Linked DNA regions of Sus scrofa: region 1 is linked to region 2. A link is a contact called in public Hi-C data. All regions are on one chromosome and are shown on one strand. Each heading gives the region's core, a stretch centred on a gene start, on an enhancer-like site or on the middle of the called end of the contact. The rest is flanking DNA. Distances are from core to core; before and after follow the strand shown. Region 1 overlaps MACF1 (microtubule-actin cross-linking factor 1). Region 2 overlaps MACF1 (microtubule-actin cross-linking factor 1).

Region 1 (3,594 bases), core at 43-2,542, 280 kb before region 2:
TTTCCCTTTTTTGGCCGCACTTGCGGCATATGGAAGTTTCTGGGCCAGGGATCGAAACGGCACCACCACAGAGACAAGGGGGATCATTAACCCACTGTACCACAGCAAGAACTCCTCTTGGGAGAGCTATGATTTGACAAAGGAGGGACAGGAATAACAAGCGAAAACAAGCCATCTGTACAGGAAAGTTTTGAGGAAACGTGGTTTCACATTTCAATACATTCTTCTATAGACAAGTAATTTCAGAGAGTTATGGGACCACTTAAGCATTTAACCCAATGACTCATGGTTTGTTCTTACTTGTTTTTTAATCTGCTTAATTTTTAATGCAAACACATACAGAGAATAGAGAAGCATCAGCCTCAAGACATCATGAAAGTAAGTGTGATGCATATCAATCCTAAAAGGGAAGAGAGAGACACCAAATGACTAGTACTTAAGATTAAAAATACCCTTGGGAATAGCTTTAACTGACCACTGATACATGCAATGCTCTTCTGCCACTAGGACTAATAACTCAATTAGCCAAAACATATTAATGGTGTGAAGAACACCAGCCTCATAGCTTAATCCCCCCGTGGCCATTTTAACTCCATTCTATTCCAAGGCCACAGACCACACACAGCCAATAATCTTGAAATAGTATTCCTCTGATTACAAAGGGAAATGGGTCAGTAATACTGGGAATGTCCTAACAACTTCAGATACATACTCTGAATAAGATGTAGATATACATAAAATATTAAAAAAAATGATACTGTATTTCCATGTTCACCATGAAACAATGGAATTTTAAAACAACATAAACAAGTGTAACAAGCAATATGCATGTTTCTTTTTACTGCAGTCAAGGTCCATTATTACTAAGAAATTTCTAAAAGGAAACAGAATCAAAAGAGAAGATTACATTTTGTCACTCTAATGATTTTAAAGAAAATAATGAAATAAATATTTGTCCCTAAGATCAGATTTCTTTCAATTATCAGAAGATAAAACCAGACATAGTCCACTAGTTTGGATCTATTTCCATCCTTTTTTCTTCCACAAAAAAGTTCCTTCAGTTTCAGTGAGACAGGTGAGTCAATTAAAGTTGAAGAATGACAGAAAATGGAAGAGGGCAAAACTAAATGTGAAAGAAAATTATAAGTTTGGGTAAAACTAATTTTGGCCTATGTGAAACCACAGATCACACTAGGATTAGGAAACCTGATTCCTGAAAGAATGGTCTGTGGCTGAAGAAGTGAGTCACCAGGGAGGAAAGGCCCTAGGGAACACTGGAAAAGGGAAGGTTATAAAGGTAATTACCAGTGGGCTTCATTTTATACTATAATTTGATTACACCATATTTTGTTAGGCAACACTACAAGGCAGTTCAGCTAAAAATGACTGTTTCTCCAACAACATGGCTCCCAGAGAAAGCAAGGGCTATGATACCATCTTGTATTAAAGACGTTTCCAGTGCAGAAAAATCAGAGGGAGGAAAAACAACTGCCATGGTTTAAGCTGCCTGGGTACAACAAGATGGCAGTGGGGCAGGGGCTAGAAAGGCAAGAAAGCAGAAAGCCAAAGGTACAGAGGGCAGATGTTAAGTCCACACCAAAGAGCCCCCTTTAATCTAGAAATTAAATCCTATCTCATGCTATGACTGACATTTAATTTTTTTTCTGCATTGTCCAACATGGCAGCCAGTAGCTACATGTGTTTATTTAAATTAATGAGAAATTCAGTTCCTCAACCACACCAGCCACACTTCATGAAATCAACAGCCATGGGTGGCAAGTGCCTAATGTTTTGGGGAACACAGGTAAAGGGTATTTCCATTTTGGCAAGAAGCTCTACTGGATATCAATGTAAATGACACAGAAAAGTAAAAATGTAACAGCTATTTTTTTTCTTAAAATTTGGATTTTCTCTCTTCATGAACATTTCACATAGAAGCATTAGAGATTCCTTTGTTTCCCATATCCACCCTGCAGATTAAGTTGACAGGGAAGGAGTATTTGTCCCATTTTCCCCCAGAATTTTAAAATATTTGAAAGCACCTCCAAATACTAAGTACTACTTAGATATTTATTTTGAACACAAGCGAACAGAAAGTAAATTTGAAAACACTTGCTCCTTTCTCTCAACTCCCAAATAAAGCTGTTCTGCAAAACCAGTGCTTTCAGATACACTAAAATCCCTACTCCTTAGTATCTCGATGGGACTATGCATGTTATTAACCAACCAGTGCTGGCAGACATTTCCCAGAACAGAACACTAGTAAAAATTATTGCAAGGCTGTAAGATGCAACAGGGACATAAACCAGAAAACTTCCCCCAAAACTTCTTATAGCACTTTTATCTTTGTCATCCCACATTCTCAGTTTTTATCCTGGCTGATCCTGTTTCTGATGTCCTTTGCTCTCTTCCTCTTTCTTAGATCTCCAAATGTTAGTCTTTGTGGAGAGAGAAAAGGGTAGGTTAGGATGCCTTCTTATGCTACATTCTCTTCTAGGAATCCAATCCATTCCTATGGCTTTAAATATTTACCATGGCAAATGCTTACTACTTTAAAACTTCAAATCTCTATACCTAGCTACTTTCTTTACATTGCCAAACAAATAAGTCACAGGCATCTCGAATCTAACCATTCCGAAACTGAACAGTATACCTCCTAATTTCCTTTCCCTGCAAATCTGTTCTTTCCTAAACAAGTTACTACTGCACCCACTGTATAGCTGTAAGCATAAATGACACCATCTTGTGCCCTTACAGTTCCTTTTGTCCTTCCCCTGACACTACCCAGGACTGTACTAATACAGTAAATCACTTCTCTGTCATTAAGGGCTTTGTAGTTAATAGATATTGTTTAATAATCATAAGGATCAGGTAGTCTCTATGCTCTGTTAGTCCCCAAACAATGATGAAAACCTTTGCTGAGGTATATTCCTGGCGCCCATGAGACCAGCTACCCATTCATAAATCTTGACTTAGGAATGCATGTCCCATTTCCAAGTACCTATCCCTTCACCCAGGTAAACTATAGAACTGTCCTGGTGGCCCTCAGTGGTGCAGAATGCAGCTACAAATGCTTCTGGATTGTCTGCCTGATCCCCATCCCACTCTGAGAGTAAGTTACCCTATAATGCTATAATGAACTGATCCACTGATTATATGGAGCTGCTTGCCTCGTTTTTTGGTCTCAAGATGCCTTCTCAGTTCAGGCACTTTTCGTTCCCTTCGTCCTCCAACACCTAGCCACTCAGTCGTGCATACTAGAACCTAGAAGCCATCCTTGATAACTCCCCCTCCCTCTTACCCAATATGAAAGCCATTATCAGGTCTTACTGATTCTACCTGGAAAATATATCTTGGATCCATCCAATGGTCTTCAAATCCAGTAACATCTCTCTGGTCCAAGCCGCTGGGACAAGTGCAATAATCTAGGCTTCTCTACTCTGTCCTTGGTCCCGTAAAATCTATTCTACACATAGTAGACAGTGTGATTTTTTTTTTAATTGCAAACCATTATCTTGTTTTCTGTATTCCATGTCAATTACTATAATACAAACTATTAAAATATAAGACTGAAGAAACCTGAGATTTATAAGT
Region 2 (3,376 bases), core at 457-2,956:
AGTCTATTGACTTGATTTGGGGGGGGGGATTGCAGGTGGAAAAGCAGTTGTAGGTTAAAAGGCTGGCTGACCTCATAATAACAGCACTTTAGCAAGTAAAAAAAGAATTCATGTGATACTGAGCAGAGGAAATTGGGGTTCGGGCTTCCATTTCAGTCCCATTCTTGAGATTTTTAAGAGAGCTTCTCACCCCCAGGGCAAGGCCTGCATGCATCTTTGTGTGCTAGGAGGAGTGCCAAGGATTTGGTCAATGCCCAGCAAGCACATTAATAACAAGAGATGATGCTTTTCACTAATAGGTGCACAACTGTTGTTTCCACATCATACCATGATCAGAAATCGGGTGAGCAAGTCATTAATCATATCTTTTTCCATCAAGTTTTGCAGGCCTGCCCAAGTTCTAGGCCTGGAGATCATATAGGGAATGGCCTGAAAGGGGACAGATAGGGAGGAGCCTTGGACAAATGGCTGGTTTCCTTCCAGTTTAATCCTATATGCTCAAAAAAAGCTAGTTCACAGTTTGGACTCAGCTTCTAAAGAGCACAGTTTAAAAAAAGGAAGAGAAGAAGCTTGAGGTTTATTCTTTTTAAAATAAATAGAAGGCTTTTAGTAGAAAATGTAGGATGAAGGAGTCAGTGATTGATGACATAAGCACATTTTTTGTAAACAGCGGAGAATATAGAAATGCTAACTCCAGGGATCTCGACTGTATCAGTGCTGAGTCATCTGCATTTCCTATATTATTTTATACCAGTAGGGCAAGGACGGCCCAGACACAAACATACACCTCCACCCTCACCCCCAAACAGACATCTGCCTCCTCATTTTCACCACGGTAAATAGGAAAGTCCCTCCATCCCCTCCTGTGAGCAGGTTCTTCAAGAGTTGTGACAATTTTGCCAAAGGTGAGGAAAAACAAGGGCAGAGGGAATGAGAATATGCTCTGGGAAACAGTCTTTGTTGGGAGGGGGAGGTTGGGGGGGGCAAGGAGTTGAGATGTCTATTAAGAAACATGGTGGGAGTTCCCATCGTGGCGCAGGGGAAACAATCTGACTAGGAACCATGAGGTTGCAGGTTTGATCCCTGGCCTCACTTCAGTGGGTTAAGGACCTGGTATTGCCATGAGCTGCGATGTAGGTCACAGACCCCGCTTGGATCCTGCGTTGCTGTGGCTGTGGCGTAGGGCAGCAGCTGTAGCCCGATTAGACCCCTAGCCTGGGAACTTCCATATGCTGCTGGTGCGGCCCTTAAAAAAAAAAAACGAAAGAAAGAAAGAAAAGAAACATGGTAACCAAGGAAGAAAGTTCTGGTAGGGTGGTGGCTAAAAGGTCTTCTCAGACTCAAGTAGCTTTCTGGACAAGATTTGCATTTAAATGCTCCCAAGAGGTTTTGAAGTAATGCAGTCTACTAATGAATGAAAGCGGGGAAGGCCACATGTTTGGCTGATGTTCCTGTTTTATACAGAGAAAATTTTACAAGGATAGAGGAACAAAGCGGCTGCTGGGGGGATGGAAAGAAGGAAGCCTAGGAAAGGGAGGTTTTTGGTTTTTTCCAAGCAACAGTCTAAATTTATAGCCAGACCACACAATTGGGACAGCTCTGAGACTTTCTCCTTTTGGTCTATGATTTTCCTTTGCTCCAATGGTGAGACTGCTGTTGCATTTCTAAAGAGGCTGCAGCGGGGCAGCAGGAGGAGGCAAGATGTACTCGGAAGGGCATCTAGTGGGGGGAAAGGGTAGTACAAGTAACTAAAACCCTATTTTCTCTTCGTGTCTTCCCCAACTTAAGCCTCATCAGGTGCCTCTCTCCCTAAGGTCCAGCTACTTTCAACTTCTTTCAGCATCTCCCACCTCAGGGCCTTCCCACCTGCTTCCCTCCTGGGCCAGAACCCTTCCCTGCTCTCCCCTTTTGGCCTGGCTCACTCCTACTCAGGTCTCTGCTGAAACTCCCACAGAGAAGCCTGCCTTCATCCCCCAGATTAGTAGGCACTCCTGCCCCTCTCCTCCCCTTTGGAAATATCCATCCCATTGAAGCTATGGGTTCACTGTCTTTCATGCTTACTAAATCACTAGATCCCTGAGGGCTGGGGCTGTTGTGTGTCTTGTCCACCACGGGATCCTTAGCACTTAGCAAACGACCTGGCACATACAGGGCACTCATTAAAGATTTCTTTGTTTTGTTTTGTTTGGTGTTTTTGTTTGTTTGTTTGTTTGTTTGTTTTGTCTTTTTGTCATTTCTTGGGCCGCTCCCGCGGCATATGGAGGTTCCCAGGCTAGGGGTCTAATCGGAGCCGTAGCTGCCGGCCTACGCCAGAGCCACAGCAACGCCAGATCCGAGCCTCGTCTGTGACCTACACCACAGCTCACAGCAATGCCTGATCCTTAACCCACTGAGCAAGGCCAGGGATCGAACCTGCAACCTCATGGTTCCGAAAGTCGAATTTGTTAACCACTGAGCCATGATGGGAACTCCTAAAGATTTCTTTTAAATTTTGATTAAATCATAGATGACTGAACCAGATGATCCAAAAATACTCACTCAGCTGTTTCTGGCTTATGAATAGCTAGAAGGCTAGCGTATTGAAAAAGAGAGTAGGCTGGCCTCACAGCATCCCTTCTCTGTGACTGGCATTCAAAGTCCTCCATATTTTGACATCTACTTTCCTTTACAGACTGATCTCCCTTTATAACCTCACATGCAGCATCTTCCCCTATAATCAAACTCTGAGCCTTTGCCTAGAATGTCCTCCACCCCCCAACTCCACCTACTAAAGTCCTACCCATCTTGAATGCTCACCTGAAATGACTAGAAATTATTTTTAATCACCCAGGTAGAAGAGGCTCTTCTCAAAATCCCAGCTACATTTTCTTTCCCCCATCCCTGGGGGAACCACATGTGTTGTGTGGGTCTGTGTCGCTGCCTCCTTAACTGCTTGGTTCATAAGCTCTTTGAGGCAGAGATATCTAATTCATCTTTCTTCATCATAGGGCCTAACACAATGTTTTGCATCTAGTAGGTGTTCAATAAATGCTGAAGGCATGATGCCTCATTGAAGATGTACGGGGATGGGGGTGTGGGCTAGATCTGCACTTCAGGATGATTGAGAGTCCAGTGTCCACTCAGTGGCTAAGAGCTAAGGGCGTTTTATGCGCAGAAAGGAAAGAGGGAAGTGCAAAATCACTTCTCCTGCTAGTGCTCCTCCTCCAACTTCTAGAAGGTTTACTCAAGCACTTCTTCAGCTTGGCTCATGCTGCATTATTTTACATGTGTTAACTGATGCTTTATAAATACACTCTTTGCTAGTAGGGCACGCGAATGTGTGTGTGTGTGTGTGTGTGTGTGTGTGTGTTCTCTGCTCCTCTTTGCAGGGGTAGAC

Evidence for each region. Hi-C and Micro-C count contacts between places; a contact is called where the count stands out from the background.
Region 1: a Hi-C map of embryonic fibroblasts shows a contact between it and region 2, with 3 times the contacts expected there. The contact joins two enhancer-like sites. A contact is called at or near these places in 4 of 47 Hi-C or Micro-C datasets (embryonic fibroblasts, fetal heart ventricle, liver and 1 more) and 2 of 2 datasets of contacts at active chromatin or transcription factors (alveolar macrophages and skeletal muscle).

Annotation. Positions count from the first base shown.
Region 1 is chr6:95,256,814-95,260,407 of Sscrofa11.1, reverse strand. The region is part of intron 54 of MACF1 (microtubule-actin cross-linking factor 1); the gene reads right to left. Among named protein-coding and RNA genes, the nearest start is that of KIAA0754, 10 kb to the right of the region's middle. Within about 2 kb of position 1,292, at least 2 of the 83 cell types and tissues checked have an H3K27ac peak or open chromatin away from gene starts, as enhancers often do. A contact at or near this core is called in embryonic fibroblasts, where this site is marked.
Region 2 is chr6:94,974,776-94,978,151 of Sscrofa11.1, reverse strand. The region is part of intron 2 of MACF1 (microtubule-actin cross-linking factor 1); the gene reads right to left. Among named protein-coding and RNA genes, the nearest start is that of MACF1, 16 kb to the right of the region's middle. Within about 2 kb of position 1,706, at least 11 of the 83 cell types and tissues checked have an H3K27ac peak or open chromatin away from gene starts, as enhancers often do. A contact at or near this core is called in embryonic fibroblasts, where this site is marked.